2 separate regions of the Sus scrofa genome follow, and region 2 is linked to region 1. Evidence: chromatin contacts called from public HiChIP or PLAC-seq data. All regions are on one chromosome and are shown on one strand. Each heading gives the region's core, a stretch centred on a gene start, on an enhancer-like site or on the middle of the called end of the contact. The rest is flanking DNA. Distances are from core to core; before and after follow the strand shown.

Region 1 (4,363 bases), core at 1,603-4,102:
AATGCTAGATCCTTTAGTTTTGGGCCACCAGGGAACTCTACAAGGTATCTTGAATCACCTTAATCTAACTTCAGGGATTGAGATATTTCACCCAAATAACTCAGAGTTAAGCCTCAATTCTGTGAGGGTAATTTGCTTCTGGTTCCCTTCATCCTATGACACAAACCTTCAGGGTCCCAACCCAAAGACCAGGAGGTTTACCAGGGCTACCACTCTTGAGACCATGGGCTCCAATTTTGGCCTCCCAAGTCCTTTGAAGCTGTCTGAAATACTACTGAGTCTCATCCTCTTTTGGAGTAGCAGACAACCCCAGGACAAAAGTTATGCCAAATACTGGGCTCACTGTTCTGGGTTTCCATCTCCTACCAGGCCCTGGGCAAGTGATTCTTCACTTTGTTAGCTCTCCAGCATTTTCAAGCAGAGCTTTTTACATTTTCCTCAGCTCTATTAGTTGCTTTCAGTAGGAAAGTATCTAACTCACCATTACTGGAAGCTGATGTTCACTAAATGTTAGTTCTCTCCCCTTTCTGTCTCACCCCCAAGCCTGAATGATGTTACAGTTAAAGCTAAAAAAAACAAAAACAAAAAAACAAAAACAGAACATAGAAGAGAAGAAAAAGCATTCAGAGGCTTTAACTGCATCTAGGCATGGAGATTAGGTCGGGCAGGTTTGCACTCTTATCTAGACTACCGCCTTACCCTAGCTTCACGCTACTTGTCCTTCCTGCCTCACTTTCACCTACTGTATTTCTATCTGGGAATATTATGAGCATTCTTTTATATTAAAAAGTTGTCTTCAATGTTTTTCTACTATGGCATTTCCAGTAATAAATCATGTACATGCTGCCAACTAGTCTGGCCTCTTCCCAAATGATTTCCCTCATGACCACAAACCTCTCCCTCCCTAGAAACCCACTGCAGAAACATTCACCACCGCCTCTTTGCACTTATGGTTTAAGTCTAATCCCCTGGATTCATTAGATAATTCCTTAAGGCAAGGATCATGTATCTCCCTAAGTTCCCCTCCTTTCATCAGCTCTCAGAAAATACTCATATTCATGTATTCTCTGAAAACCAAACAGCCCTGATTATGGGAAGGGAGTTTCCACATATTGAGATGATCATCCTCAGGACTTACAAAATGTAAGTTTTCTTAGAGGAATAAACAGAGAGAATAGCTTTAAAAATGTTTCAAAGAAATATAAGAGAGTTGCTCTGCCAGAAATTAAAGCTACAATAAGCAAAATGAGATCATTCTGTTGTAAGAATCAGCGAAGAGATTAATGGATTATGATAGATGTATATATGAGAACTAAAATAGGCTTTAGTGAGTATAAAATAAGGACATAAAGAATAAATCACAAACTAGTAGGAGGAGTTCCTGTTGTGGCTCAACAGAAACGAACCCGACTAGTATCCATGAGGATGCAGGTTTTTTGATCCCTGGCCTCACTCAGTGGGTTAAGGATCTGATTTTGCCGGGAGCTGTGGTGTAGGTCGCAGAGGCAGGTCAGATTTGGTGTTGCTGAGGGTTGCTGCAGCTGTGGTGTAGGCTGGCAGCTATAGCTCTGATTTGACCCCTAGCCTGGGAACTTCCATAAACTGCACCTGCGGCCCTAAGAAAACAAAGAAACAAACAAACAAAAAAAAAAAAACTAATAGGAAAAGCTTGACTATTCCACAAAGGTTGAGATTAGGGGAAATTACCTAGTCATTAAGCAGAAATTGAGCTAGAGACTGATGCTATACTATATAGCCAAATCAACTACAGATTAATTTAAAAGTTGAAGGAATTCAAGCACAAAGATTATAAAAACACACATTTATATTTAACTAACCTTGGAATAAAGAAAAGCATAAACACAATGGAAGAAATGGCTAAAATATGCATACTATGGCATCTTATATAACCACTAAAAATGAAGTCTTTCAGATAATTTTTAGGAACTATGAAAAGATGCTCATGACATAATGAGAAGTAAAGAAAGCAGGATATAAAACTGAATCAGGGAGCTCCCGTTGTCACTCAGCAGGTTAAGAACCCAACATAGTGTCCATAAGGATTAGGGTTCAATCCTTGGCCTTGCTCAGTGGGTTAAAGATCCAGCATTGCCACAAACTGTGGCATGGCCATAGACGCTGCTTGGATCCAGTGTTGCTGTGGCTGTGGCACTGGCCACAACTGCAGCTCCGATTCAACTCCTGGCCCAGGAACTTCAATATGCCACAGATGCGGCTATTAAAAAAGACATTTTTAAAAAATGAATATAACTGAATCAGAATAACAACGTAAATTAAGTTTAAAAATAATAAAATACATATACAGAAAGACTGGTAGATATACGAAGATGTCTCTGGATGGTATAATTATAGGTGTATTTTTACTTTTTCCTTTGAATTTTTAGAATTTTCTCCCCCACCCCCACCCCCACCCCTTTTTTTTTTTACCATGGCCATGTTTTTCTTTCATAGTGAGATTAAGATTTTTTAAAAAGATTTGATAGAACAAGAACATAAAAAATGAGTCAAATTCGGCCACTAAAAAGCAACAGCTTCAACATACACATTGATGTTAAATGCATTTTTCACATGTATGATACATTTCACAATGTTTTTGAGTATAAAAAAAGAAAAGAAAAGCCATACAAGCTCTTTGCAGGAATAGCACGGCTTCTGCAGTTAGCCCGTCCTGAGCTTGTACCACCCCAGCCCATTCTCCCCTAAGGAGGGCCTTGCTAGAAAGGATACAGCTATTCTGGCCATGGTATTCCCCACCCTTGTGGGCGGAGAAGCCAGATTCACTCAGACTTGGCTGCCTGCCTGGACTCTTACCAAATCTGCTCCCCAGGGGCCCATGAGGGCCATCTCTGCAGGAGGCCCTGCTGTGGGCTGTCTGGTACAAGGAGCAGTCCCATCTGGGCCACTAGGAACTCACCACTCTATCTGCTGAAATCTCCTGAGACCAGGCATGAAGGGGGAAAGGGTCAGGAACAGAGTCTAGAGAGCTGGGTTTGAGGTTCGCCCCACTCTAAAGTCCTCTGAACTACAGTCCCCACAGACAAACCTCTGCATCCACTGAACCAAAACTGTTTCCCCTGATAATCCTTGAAAGTGGCCTCTCCCTCCTGCCCTCAGGGAAGTTCTCCCTGCACTCCAGGAAGCATCCCTTCTCCGCTGCCCACAGGAGGGTCTACAGCAGCCTGTCCAGGCTTCACAGGCCTCCCTCCACCATCCCAAAGCCCTCCATTCTCTGCCTTGACCCCGCTGTGCAGTGCTCCTCCTGTTTCCTGGGAACCACGCTCCTGCTTCCCGCATCCCAAGAAACAATTTCATCTTAGTTCCCACCCAAGTGCTGTCTCCAATCAATGTGCTAGATTTAGCAAAGAGAAAGACTCGATACTCAGTTCTATTTAAATTTCAGACCATCAGTAATTTCTTAGAATAGCATATCCCATCTATTTTATCCAATGCACCCCTACTCTTGAAAGACCTTTTCTTTCTGCCCCTTACAGGAAACACTGCCTTCTTTCTGCCCCACCACTAAGCATTCCTTCTCTCTAAACTCTGTGAAACAGGGCCTGTCCTCCGCCCCCTGAAATATGAAACGCTGACCGAACAGGACCAACTATTTCCCTGCCGTCAGTCCTCTTGATCCCGCTCCCCTCTCCACCTGCCCCCCTTCCCGACTCCCCCACCATCAAAGTGCTGATGCTGTCACCATCTGCCTCTTCCTTTGAAGAGTGAACGCCCCTCCCCTTGTCTCCCCAGTGGGCTATCTCATCCCCAGAAAAAGACAGCACTCCGTCCTCAGGTAAAGCCATGTGCCTCTGCCTCCCACCACAGCGACACCGTGATCCTCTCACCCTTTGTTTCGTTCTTTAACACACAGCAGGCCCTGTGCCAAGCACTCGGATTCTCACAACAGCCCTATGAAGCAGGCATTATTATTATTTTGGTTTTATAACTTGCCCGGGATCATACAATGTTCACAGTCAGATTTGCACATAGGTATACCCGACTCCAAAATCTTAGATAAAAACCTAGATTAAGCCAGAAGTTCCTGGACACTGGCTCTTTTAAAAACCTTCTAAAAGCATCCAGGGCAAGACCCACTGCACACTAGGCTGCTCCTTAGCCTCCCCTGCCTCCTTCCTCCCCAGAGAACATCGTCTTCCTCTACCTCCCTCTGGGGCACAGTTCCCTTGGCAGTGAACTTCTATGCTGTCAGAGGAGATGGTCACAGTTAGGTTGTGCTGCCCATATGCCTGGCATCTGGGGACTGCCTGGGGCGAGGGCCAAGCCTGTGGTCCCCTGCTCCTGGCTAGCACCCCACCCCACCCCACCCCACCCCCTTCTATAAATA
Region 2 (4,301 bases), core at 1,248-3,747, 250 kb after region 1:
GAGCTGTGGTGCAGGTTGCAGATGTGGCTCGGATCTGGTGTTGCTGTGGCTGTGGCATAGGCCAGCAGCTCTGGCTCTGATTCGACCCCTAGCCTGGGAAACTCCATATGCCACAGGTGCAGCCATAAAAAGAAAAAAAAAAAGTGGAAAAAAAAAAAGAATGAAGGACTAAAGAGGATGATAGAGGAGTTTCCTTGTGGCACAGCAGCTTAAGAATCCAGCGTTGTCACTGCTGTGGCGAGGATTCAATCCCTGGCCTAGGAACTTCCACGTGCTGTAGGCACAGCCAAAAAAAAAAAAAAAAAAAAAAAAAAAAAAAAGGAAAAAAGACAGAGAGACAGAGGGAATGACAGAAATCAAAGTGAGACAAAAGGAGAATCAATACATATACAACTAGAGTTGTCAAAAAAGGACACTAAACCAAAGGAGTAGAACAAATCCTTGAAATACAAAATAGACACTGTACACAGAAAGGTACACTGTGTGCCAAGGAATACTAACCCAGGGTGGTTAATAATGAGAAGGTACAAAGCAAAAAGCTGGCATCACTTATATGAGGGAGGAGAAGCAAATGGTTTCAGATTTCTCTCCAGTAACATTCAACACCCACAGAGAGTGCAGCAGGAGCTACCAGACATGCAAGAAGAGAATAAGCATGCCAAGGGTTTTATGTTCAGCAAAGCTGTCCTTCAAGTATAAAGTTTACAGGCCAAGAGCTTTGAAGATACACAAATTTGCAGAATATTGTTCCTATGGTCCTTCCTGAGAAAACTATTAGGAGAGGAATTTCAGTCAACTACGAGATAAGGCAAATTCTAGAGCAAAAGGACTGGAGCTGAACACTTGATAAATTCAACTTTAGAACGTCTAGAACCGCTGTGATGAACATATAAGGGAAAAGAATCTGAAAAAGGATACATATTTAAAGAATACATATTTATATATAAAAAGCTGAATCACTACTTGCCCACCTGAAACTAACATGACATGGTAAATCAACTATACTTCAATAAAAAATAAAAAATAGAACAACTGTAGCGATTAGGGTGATATAAGAATGTAGATGTAGAATTTCTACAGCGATGTAGAAATGACATCCTAACCGAGATTGGGGTTGCAGGAAAGAAGGTGGGATGTAGGATATATTTGTTGACTGTCTCATCTGTATACCTGGGAATTCAAAGAACTGCCATTCAAAATTGGCAGTTCCTGTCGTGGCTTAGTGGGTTAAGGACCCAGCATTGCCATGAGCTGTGGTGTAGGTCAAAGATGTGGCTTGGATCCAGTGTGGCTGTGCCTGTGGCGGAGGCCTGCAGGGGCAGCTCTGATTCGACCCCTAGCCTGAGAACATCCATATGCCATGGATGTGGCCATAAAAAGAAAACATTTTTAAATAAAAAACAAAATTGGCAAGTTATACTCATATAACTGAAGTATAGGAGTCTTAAATGGTATAAGATAAACATTAGTGTAGATAAGATTACTGATGGAACTAGGGGAGTAGGGAGGCAGGCAACTACTTCTGTCCGATGTTAAAGCAAATTGTAAAATCTCAATCAGTAAAACATTAATAGATAATCAGACCAATGAAACAAAACCAAAACTCCAGACTCAATACACAGGCGAACTCAGAATGTTATACATGTGAATTCCAAATTTAATACAAGTGGCACATGAATAGACAGATCGGTGGAACAGAACAAATAATCTATATGACCATGGGAATTTAATGTTAATGTGTGATAAGGGTGGCCTCTCATATCCATGGAAAAAAGACACCACATTCCATAAATGATGCTAGACCTAGAAAATTTCAGGTGGACCCCTACTAGGACAAAGCTCAAAGAGATCAAAAGTTTTAAAGGGAAAAAAATCAGTATTGAACTATTAGACAAAAATACAATAGAGGCACTCCCACTGTGGCTCAGCAGTAATGAACCCAACTAGTATCTATGAGGATGTGGGTTTGATCTCTGGCCTTACTCAGTGGGTTAAGGATCCGGCGTTGCTGTGAGCTGTGGTGTAGGTCACAGATGTGGCTCCGATCTGGCGTTGCTGTGGCTGTGGCGTAGGCCGGCAGCTGTAGCTCTGATTTGACCCCTAGCCTTCGAACTTCCATATGCCGTGGGTGTGGCCCTAAAAAGACAAAAAACAAAGAGAATTTCTGTCATTTGGGGGCCTTTAAATGTGATACGTCATAATTTGTGTGACTATCTTCTATTATCTCATTGCAGAGGCCCCTCTGGGCAGAATCCAGACCCAATAATGCCCTCACTGTCTGCTGCTTAAGGACCAGTCCTATCCTCCTTTATGTAGACAAAGATGCCAAGACTTACACTCCAAAGACCAAATGGAGGCCGAAAGTTCTTTTAAGGTTGACCTCTGACAACACAGAGGCACAGGAGCCATTCTAAAGGACAGGAAAGAGTACCCATCAGGCTTTCTCCCTTAACAACGACCTCCAAAAGAAGTCACTGAATGGGGAAGGATGAAGAAGCCTGGCCCCTTCCAAGCTCCTCCTCAAGAAAGGCTGACACTGGTGAAATCAAGAGTACAGAGTACACTCAACCGCAGCCAATTTCCTCCTTTTTTGTTTTTTTTTGTTTTGTTTTGGGTTTTTTTTTTTTTTTTTTTTTTTTTTTTTTTTGCTATTTCTTGGGCCACTCCCACGGCATATGGAGGGTCCCAGGCTAGGGGTTGAATCGGAGCTGTAGCCACCGGCCTACGCCAGAGCCACAGCAACACTGGATCCAAGCCGCGTCTGCAACCTACACTACAGCTCACAGCAACGCCAGATCGTTAACCCACTGAGCAAGGGCAGGGACCGAACCCGCAATCTCATGTTTCCTAGTCGGATTCGTTAACCACTGCGCCACGATGGGAACTCCTCCCTCCTTTTTTTGGTGGGTAGTCAATTAAGAAAGTGAAAACTCAGAAGCTGGTGTGGCCAGATACAAGAGGAATATCTTCATCAGTATGCAATGAGTAGAGATAGGATAAGAAGGTAGGAACTGGGAATTTTCTTTAGAAAGGAACTTCACCAGGAGTTCCCTGGTGGCTCAGTGGGTTAAGGACCCAGTGTTGTCAATGCTGTGGCACGGGTTTGATCCCTGGCCTGGGAACTACTACATACTGAGGGTGTGCCAAAAAAAAAAAAAAAAAAAAGAACTTCATCTGTAGAAATAGTGTTTGCTACATCAAGATAAGTATATTTTGTCACTGAATGCAGGGAGACAGGCTTCTGAGGAAGCCAGCTTGTGCAAGTGGTAAGAAGGCTCAGATCTCTGGTAGAGGAAACTCAGAGATGAGTCAGGCATTAAGGAAATAGAGAAAGAAGGGGTCTCATTTTCTAAATGTCTTGATCACCTCCAAGACTCTGTGGCAGGGAAAAAGTTCCCTTATCTACACAGAGACTTCAATTTTTTTTTAAACTTTTTTTAAGGGCCGTACCCACAGCACATGGAAGTTCCCAGGCTAGGGGTCAAATCAGAGCTACAGCTACCAGCATACACCACAGCCACAGTAATGCGGGATCTGAGCTCCGACTGCAACCTACACCATAGCTCATAGAAACGCCGGATCCTGAACCCACTGAACGAAGCCAGGGATCGAACCCGCGTCCTCATGGATACTAGTCTGGTTCGTTACCATTGAGCCACAGGGGAACTCCTACACAGAGACTTTGAGCCAAGGGTTTTGCACTGTGCAGTATAGTTTAAAAGATGATGACATATACTCATCTTATGTGTATACATATATTATAAGTATACATAATATATACTCTTTATTCAGATTGTTATTTTCAGACAGTGTAAGTATTGTGAAGGAAGTAAAATAGGGTGAAGAGCGAGCAAGCAGGGGTGCCGTCAGAGTCTACAAAGACAGCTCTTCTCAGAAGGTAACACTGGGTGAAGATGGGAATGCTGTTCTAACTGATTGTGCAATTGTCTATATGATACCAATCTACTTTATTCATTCACATGCTCCACTGTAAGCTCAATTAACAAGCTTGTTCCTTTTGGGTAGAAGACTTAATTATCCACTTACTCATAGAAAGAGCCATCTATACTTGACTGAGATTAACTTCAGGTTTTAGAAAGTATAAACAGATTGTCAACAGATTGTTTACATTTTTGTTTGCCACAGGATTTTTTTTTTTTTTTTTTTTGTCTTTTTGCCTTTTCTGGGGCCCCTTCCGCGGCATATGGAGGTTCCCAGGCTAGGGGTCTAATCCCAGCTGTAGCCACCGGCCTACGCCAGAGCCAGGGCAACGCGGGATCCGAGCCGCATCTGCAACCTAT

What was found. HiChIP or PLAC-seq counts read pairs in DNA pulled down with a chosen protein or histone mark.
Region 2: an H3K27ac HiChIP or PLAC-seq map of alveolar macrophages shows a contact between it and region 1. The contact joins two enhancer-like sites. A contact is called at or near these places in 1 of 47 Hi-C or Micro-C datasets (embryonic fibroblasts) and 1 of 2 datasets of contacts at active chromatin or transcription factors (alveolar macrophages).

Annotation. Positions count from the first base shown.
Region 1 is chr7:52,690,314-52,694,676 of Sscrofa11.1, forward strand. The region is part of intron 5 of ALPK3 (alpha-protein kinase 3); the gene reads right to left. Among named protein-coding and RNA genes, the nearest start is that of ALPK3, 26 kb to the right of the region's middle. Within about 2 kb of position 2,853, at least 19 of the 83 cell types and tissues checked have an H3K27ac peak or open chromatin away from gene starts, as enhancers often do. A contact at or near this core is called in alveolar macrophages, where this site is marked.
Region 2 is chr7:52,941,759-52,946,059 of Sscrofa11.1, forward strand. All of the region lies in intron 2 of ZSCAN2 (zinc finger and SCAN domain-containing protein 2), which reads right to left. Among named protein-coding and RNA genes, the nearest start is that of ZSCAN2, 14 kb to the right of the region's middle. Within about 2 kb of position 2,498, at least 4 of the 83 cell types and tissues checked have an H3K27ac peak or open chromatin away from gene starts, as enhancers often do. A contact at or near this core is called in alveolar macrophages, where this site is marked.